2 separate regions of the Sus scrofa genome follow, and region 2 is linked to region 1. Evidence: chromatin contacts called from public Hi-C data. All regions are on one chromosome and are shown on one strand. Each heading gives the region's core, a stretch centred on a gene start, on an enhancer-like site or on the middle of the called end of the contact. The rest is flanking DNA. Distances are from core to core; before and after follow the strand shown.

Region 1 (3,625 bases), core at 731-3,230:
CTGAGTCCCTCGAGGGACCTCTCCCGGAGAGCGAGCGGTCCCAGGAGCGGGCCCCTGCTTCAGGACCTCAGCGTAGGAGATGGCTCCCGAGGTAGCGGAGAAGAGTCCTGCACCTCCTCCGCCGCCCCCAAGAGAGGCTTTGGCTGCTAAGGAACTCGAGGCTGCCGCAGGGGGTAGAGGGGGCCCTGACTTGAAGGTGACTTTACACAGCAAGTTCAGGCCGGGCTCGGAGGCCGCCGGCAGGGCCATTTCTCCCTCGCCTGCTTGGGGAGGTGCCCCTCTGCGGGCACCGCAGGCCGTCTGGACCTCGCTACCGCGCCTGGCTTGGCTTTCTGTAGGGGTTGCGGCGGGTGTGGCCAGAGCAGGAGTGATTTTACGATCCAGGGGCTGCCGGTCGGAAGGTGGCGGTAGTGGTGGCTTCCGCAGCTCTGAGGGCGGTGGAATCGGGGATAGGGCCCTCGGGACAGGGTTGGAATCCTCTTCGGTTAGTTGCCGGGGCGGCGGCGGCAGCGGGCGGAGGCTCGGAGGGTCGCCCTGGCCGCGATGGCTCGCCTCCAGCAGACCGCGGATTCGGGGCACCGAAGTGCCCGTGGGTTTTCGCCACTTAGACGGCGCGGGCAGCAGGGTCCCCACGGGGGGCGGGGGTGGCGTAGAGACCGTGGCCGCAGCCGCCTCCTCTGAAGGAGGCGTCACTGGCGAGGGCAGTTCTAAGGTCAGGGGCAGGGGTGAGGGTGAGGCCTGGGGCTCCGGGGGTACCAGGAGTCCTGGGGGCGGAGAGCTGCCAGGGAACCAGACACCCAGCCCTCGAGCCAGGCGCATGGCTGGGGAAGAGGGGGTCACCTCGGGCTCCATCAAGGATGTCCGGCGGGAGTCGGAGGACCGGCCCGAGGCCTGCTCTTTTCGGGAGCCCCCGCCAGCGGACGGCTCCGACTGCACGTTCCCCATTTCTGACGGAGGTCAGGGACTGTGGTCAGAAAAACGTCAGCCAGTCAATCTATCAGGGCTGGGGGAAACCCACGAGGCAGAGTTGTACTTGGTCCTATCTATCCTCACCCGCCCTGCCCTTGTCCTCCGATATCCACTCGGGAACTAGTCTCTAGCCGCATTCCTATTTCTCTGCTCTTGACGTTCACATCTTCTTCCCCGTGGACCCATACAGCTGCTGTTCAGGTACAGAGTCCCCATTCTCTTAGTGTACTAAGGTTCAGTACCTGTCTTCCTATCTGGACCCTCAGATCACATCCCTTCGCTTTGACCACATCCGAGGTCTCTAGACTCCAAGACATAGGCCTTGCCCGCCTTCCTTGCCAGTTACTCAGGCCACAACACGCGTGGTGATTGTACTCTGTAGCTTGTAAGACCAAGGAGTACCAGCTTCTCTCCCTGAACTCTCAACAAGGTTTCTTTGGCCCAGGCCCCGCCTCCTCCCTCTGGTCCCGCCCCCGATTGTCAGGGAATCGGGCCTTCTCAACCAGACCCCCCAACCCTCCCCAGGTCTGGCCCCGCCTCCGCTTAACAAATCCAGATATTTTTGTCGTGCTAACCCCTCAGTCCTCACCTCTAACCCTCAACTCCCTCTCAATTGATTATTTGGTTCCCGCCCTCTTCCCAGGCTTCACTGCTAAATTTCTTTTCCTGCTCCAGGTCTAGCGGCAGACCTCATACTCAGGCTCCACCCCTTCCCCCAAGCTCCGCCCTCGCTCCTCCTCTCAGAGGATCCCACTCACCGACTCCACCAGCCGACCGAAGTTCGGACCGCGGCCCCCTGGGCCCAGGGGAGGGAGGGGAACGGCCGCAGCAGAAAGTAACCGAAAAGAACGGGGCAAGCGGGCGAGGCAGCAAGAGCGGACCCCGAGACCTAGGCCCCGCCCATAGGCTCGAGCCCCCCGCCCCGTGTGCCAGCTTGAGCACTGCCCCTTAGGAACCTGGATCTCCCTTTGAAATACTCCAGTGTCTTCTTCCCCGCCCCCAGGCCTTGCAGTCCTAGGCCCCACCCCTGTAGAACGTTCTTTTAAGCCCCGCCCCTTCACAATGCCCCGCCCTCTCCGTTAGTTTCTCTCCTGAAGCTCCGCCCATTATGAACACAGCTGCGTAGCTCCTCCCTTTTGGAACTCTCCGTCGTCCGGCCCCTAAAGGCAGTTTACTTGTAAGCTCCGTCCTACAAGGACAACCTCTCCTCCCAAGACCCTCTTTCCTCTGGCTCGCCCAGAAGGCCCTTCCTCTGTGGATCCGCCCCTTCTATGACGCACGCGCTCGTCCGCGCCTCCCGCGTCTTCACTCTCCTTTTCCAGGCCCTCCGACCCCGCCCCCTAGCGATGCTCCCTTCTCGCCCCACCCCTTTTCGAACCCCGCCAGGCACCCCGCCACTCCCATTTAGAACCCAAAACATAGACCTTGCCTCTTTAGAACATCCAGAGCAAGCTCTGTCCTAGACTCCCTCCCTACATCCTCAGGGACCAATGGCACAGATGGGTGGGAAAGGAGGGGATCCTTTCTGGATCCTAAGAAAATGGGGGCTGGGGGGCTGTTCGCTGGAGCCAGGGCCGGGCTCTAGGACCCAGCGGGCAAGTGCGCCTGCCTCGCGCTTACCCCTCCCCCCAAGCCGCCCCCTCCCCCCCCATCTACCAGGTTTCCCCTCCCTCCCCCCTCGCCCCGGCTCCCGGTGCCCGTCTCTAGCGCCGCCGGAGCCAGCGAGGGAGCTGGAGCGAAGAGGAGGAGGAGGAGGAGGCCACGTCGCCACCGCTCGGAGCCCGGCCGGAGCCTTCCAGGCAGGTGCCGAGGGGGGCGAGGGGGCGGGGGCTGACAGACGGCCTGTCACGGTGAGGGGGCAGCCGGGACCGCGCAGCGCCTCCTGTCCACCGGGACGCCCCCAGACCCTGGCTGGAAGGACAAGGGGGTGGGGGCTCCTAAACTGCGCGGCAGCCATTTGGGGTACCAGTCTCCATTTGGGGGGGCCTGGACTTCCTACGAGGACACCCCATTCATAATTTCCGTACTGGACCCCCACCATTGAGGAAATCTGGGGACCACTCCCCCCAGGAAACAGATCATAGGGAGCGTAGGGCACCCAGAAATCCCGGCATCCCATCCCAGTAGGCCCTGGGGGGGGACCCCTGCCCTCTTTCTCTGCTTCACCTGTTGTCGGGGGAGGCGGGCGGACAAAGGAAGCAGCGTCACGTGACTGCTCATTCACAAAATCCCATCCCATTGAGAAAAGGGGGCTGGGGGCGCTGCGGCGGCCCCTTCCCCTCCCGAAAGGCTGGGGAAACCCGACAGCCTGCTGGTGGGGGAAGGGGCTAGAGCTCGTGGCTTGGGTGCTTGAGGCTGGGGCACCAAGGTCCCTGCGCTAGGTGGTAGTGAGGGGTTGGAGGCTGATCCTGATTGCTGGGCGGAGGGCTATGGTCCCTGAACAGGGGGGAGGGGGGCTGGGGGGCGGGGTAAGATGGTTCTGAAGGATGCTGGGGCCGGGAGAGGGAAGAGGAGGGATCAATTCCCCCCTCCCCGCCCGCCTGCCCGCCCGCAATCTCTCCCCCTTGCCTTTCCTCGGCAGGGGCCTGAGGGAGCAACCTTGATTTTGTGAATGAAATGCTCTCTGGATGTGTCTCGGTCGCCCGTTCCTGGCTTC
Region 2 (3,625 bases), core at 816-3,315, 770 kb after region 1:
TCTTCATCCTCGCAGTTCCACTTCCCTCCTCACCCTATTTCCCCACCCTATTCCCTCCTGCGAGTGTTCTCCTCCCCTCCCCTCCCCTCCTTGCCCTCTCACTCCTCTCTGGCCCTCTCCCCTTGCCCACTGGCGGGCCCTTGCCTTTGATCTCTAACCTCCCTTACAGGAAGACCCCGCCCAGTTTTGGGAAAAGGCTCAAGTCCCCCATACCTGGAGACGAGGATTGGGAAAGAGAGACAGAAACCCAGAGACACTGGAGAGCGAGAGCAAGGCACGCAGACACTGAAAGAACAAGAAGTAACACGGTCTGGTCCTTCCCTTTGCAAAAACAGATTTTCTGCCCCTTCCAAACCAACCAACCAACCCTCACCTGAGAAAATGGCACCTACCACCAGGTACCAGTGCCAAACACCTGGGAAGCAGTCCTCTTAACACTCTTCATTCTCAAACCCTCACCCCAAAGAGCTGTAACAATGTACCCTCCTGCCTCCTCTGGTCCCTTCCCTGATCCTATCCAACATCATCTCCCACCTGAACCCCTTCCTTGTCTCCTGGCTCTGGTCCCTGCCCTGACTTTTCAACACTCCCCCTCTAGACAGCCAGAGGAAACCTGTCATGACACTTGAGTCAAATGGAATAAAAGCCAACGTCCTAAGTCCTCACCGGCTTACCCAGTCTGGCTCTCATCTTTGGTCCCTTTTGCTAGCTTCTACCGATACGTCTGACACGCTTCAGCCACTGGGCCTTTGCACAGGCTGTTCCTCTGCCTGGACTACTCCCCAGGTGTCCCAATAGCTCACTCCCCTCCTTCAGGTCTCTGCCCAAATGTGTCCTTAGTGAGATGGTCCCTGACTGCTATTGTTGCAACCCGCATCCTTCCTATGTTGCTCTACTTTTTCCATTACGTTTGTTGTTTATAACCACTTAACATATAAAATGGACTTAGATCTTTATAGCAATCTGCCTCCCCCACTAGAAAGTCAAATACTGGGGCAGAGACTTTGACTTTGTCTTGTTCACTGCTCTTATCACTCACACCTAAACTCTAAACAGAGACCAGACATACAAGGGTCACAAATTTCAGAATTTGTTAAAGTAAAAATAATAAATCGATTCGAAATGAGGAGGGACAGAGAAAACTCCAAGATACACATATACAAAATAGTACCTATGTGAGGTAATTGATGTTAACGGTTCTGGTAATTATTTCATACTTTATACACTATCTCAGGTTGTTATTTTGTACACCTTGGACTAATACAATGATATGCGGCGATTATATCTCGACAAAACTGGAGGGAAGAAATTCAAGACAGAGACAGATGGAGGAGAGAGTGTCACATACAGAGTTTGCAGAGGACACAAAAGTCTGGCATGTGCAGAAGTCTTGAACTGAGATTTGCAGACCCAGGCATCTAAGAGGCGATGCCACCCCCTGGTGACGATGAAGAGAACGGCACCTCCCACAATACAAAACACTCCCTTAGCGACCATCGTCAGAGTCCCAGGAGTCTTTCCAGTTTGAAAATTGCAAAGATCGAAACGTTCATTCCTCTAAGTGATGTAGGTGTTCGGCTCGATCAATAAGACATATAAATCTCTAAAATACTGATATGAAGAAAAGTTGCTCCAGGTGAGGATCGAACTCACAACCTCGGCATTGCTCCGCTTGCACTGCTATATAAGTACCGCGCGCTAACCGATTGCGCCACTGGAGCTTCGGCCGCACCCTCGCGTCCCGGGGTCCTTCAGTCGTTCTTGACCACGTGACCTCACTGGCTAGCTCCGCCTCATCTTTGCATATACAAATAGGAACCTTTGGGTTGGCCAATAGGAGAAAGCGCGTTACCAGTTCCGGATTCTCACGCCTCAAAGGCTCTTGCTGTAAAAGGGAAAAGTCTGAAAGGCGTTTGGAATGTGGGGGTGTAGCCTGCCTGGGACTCGCCTTCTTATGAATATTCAGAGCCTGGGGAGGAAGGGTCTTAACCCTTAGCTGGCTGGCCAGCCGGAAGGCGGCCCCTCCCCCTGCGGGCGGGAACAGGATATGAGCCCGGGCGGCTGGGGGGAGGGGAGGCCTCGGGCGACCGCCCCCTGCCCCACAGCTGAGACCGGACTATCCAGCCCTAGATGTGGCGCCGCCACCGTCCGAGACCCGTGCCACCCATCCTGGAGCCTGAGGGGTCCAGAGTCGCAGACTCCAACAGCCCGAAACTCTGCACCGCATCCCGAGAGACCCCCGAAGCCCAGGCCCCACCCAGCGTCCAAGCTTGAGGACCCCAGACATCCAGGTGCCCAGCGCCCCCTCCTGGAGAAGCCAGGAGTCCCCTTCAGCCCCGCGCGACCCTGTAGGCCCAGCTTCCTGCACTCAGTTTCGAAGAACTTAGGATCCCAGACCGGAGTTTCCCTCTAGAGTTTCCCAGAAAGCTAAGTCCAAGACTCCCCGGGTTGGAGGAACTTGGGATACGGACTCCTAGTGTCCTACCCAGCCTGTTTAGAGCTGAAGCGCCCACTACTTCAAGGGAAAGGGACCCTGGAATTTGGGGTTCCCTGCACTCCTGCCTAGAGATGGTTTAATTCCTGCTCTTAGAGTTAGGGGAACTCAGGAATACGGACTCCCCCCCAACCCACGAACCCATCTAGAAGGCTCAGGAATTTGGGTTCCCAGCACTACAATTTGAGATTCAAGAGTCGAGGCTCCCAGCATCTTCTGCTTAGAGGACCAAAGAAATTCGGACCACTACACCCCATTTTCGGAGAGATCCCGGAGTTTGTTCTCGGAACCTGAGAGCACGAAGTTCACACCTCGGACTTGCTGAGACGCGGGAGCCCCGGTTCTGCTCCTCCTCGGAGACCGTGCGAGGGTCGAATAGCAACCGGGCTGCCTTGCTCTGGGGCTGGAGACTCCCCGGGAGGTGAGGGGGAAGGCGAGGGGCCCCGACGGGCTGGGGGAGGGGGCGGCGCCGCTGCCGCTGAACAATGAGGGGGCGTGCCGGCGGGGGGCGAGCGGAGGCGCCAGCGGGAGTTGGGGGCTAGAGGGGTGTAGGGAGGCGCTGCGGGGGAGCTGCGGCGGTGGAGACAGTGAGCGGATCGCGCAGGGACCGGCCAGAGGGGGTCGAGGACTCGGGGCCAACCGCCCCAACTCGCAGCCCGCCCCAACTCGCAGCCCTCGGCGGGGGAGGGAGCCGTCTGCAGGACCCTGGCATCCGGTTCCCCAGCCTGCTCCGCCCTCCCCTGGGACCCCGCGGCCTCCCGCCCACGGCTTTTTCCCAGCCCTGCCCCTCGCCCTCGGCTGAAGCCGGAGCCCTAACGTTCCCAGGATCCTTGAGCCCCTGGCCCCAGACACACCAGACTCATAGCTTGGGCGACTCGTTAGGTCTTCTTTGTCTCACCCTTTCCATCTTTTTCTCAGTGGTAGCTCTCCTTGTTCCCTCTTTTTGTCACTTTGTCTCTGTCTCCCCCACTAGCTTCTCCCAGGGCCCCCTCCCTGGTCTTAGCCCACACTCCTAATTCTCACCGCTCCTCCGAGGGGGGGCAGGGAGGCCTATGGGGTCCCGATAGGCAAGAAAGGGGTTTTTCTGCAGAAGCCGCTCAGCCATGCCTGAGGGAGCCCGTGGACTGGGCT

The links. Hi-C and Micro-C count contacts between places; a contact is called where the count stands out from the background.
Region 2: a contact with region 1 is called in a Hi-C map of liver, with 6 times the contacts expected there. The contact joins the promoter of PLEKHG2 here to the promoter of GGN in region 1. A contact is called at or near these places in 1 of 47 Hi-C or Micro-C datasets (liver) and 1 of 2 datasets of contacts at active chromatin or transcription factors (alveolar macrophages).

Annotation. Positions count from the first base shown.
Region 1 is chr6:47,299,596-47,303,220 of Sscrofa11.1, forward strand. It overlaps GGN (gametogenetin), which reads right to left and starts at 1,981. Exons shown (of 3, transcript XM_005664585.3): 1 at 1,728-1,981; 2 at 1-964. The coding sequence starts at 945. SPRED3 (sprouty-related, EVH1 domain-containing protein 3) reads left to right here and starts at 2,616. Exons shown (of 6, transcript XM_021094342.1): 1 at 2,616-2,768.
Region 2 is chr6:48,067,467-48,071,091 of Sscrofa11.1, forward strand. It overlaps PLEKHG2 (pleckstrin homology domain-containing family G member 2), which reads left to right and starts at 2,066. Exons shown (of 21, transcript XM_021094371.1): 1 at 2,066-2,915; 2 at 3,585-3,625. The coding sequence starts at 3,598. It overlaps TRNAI-UAU (a tRNA gene), which reads right to left and starts at 1,721; the gene lies at 1,629-1,721.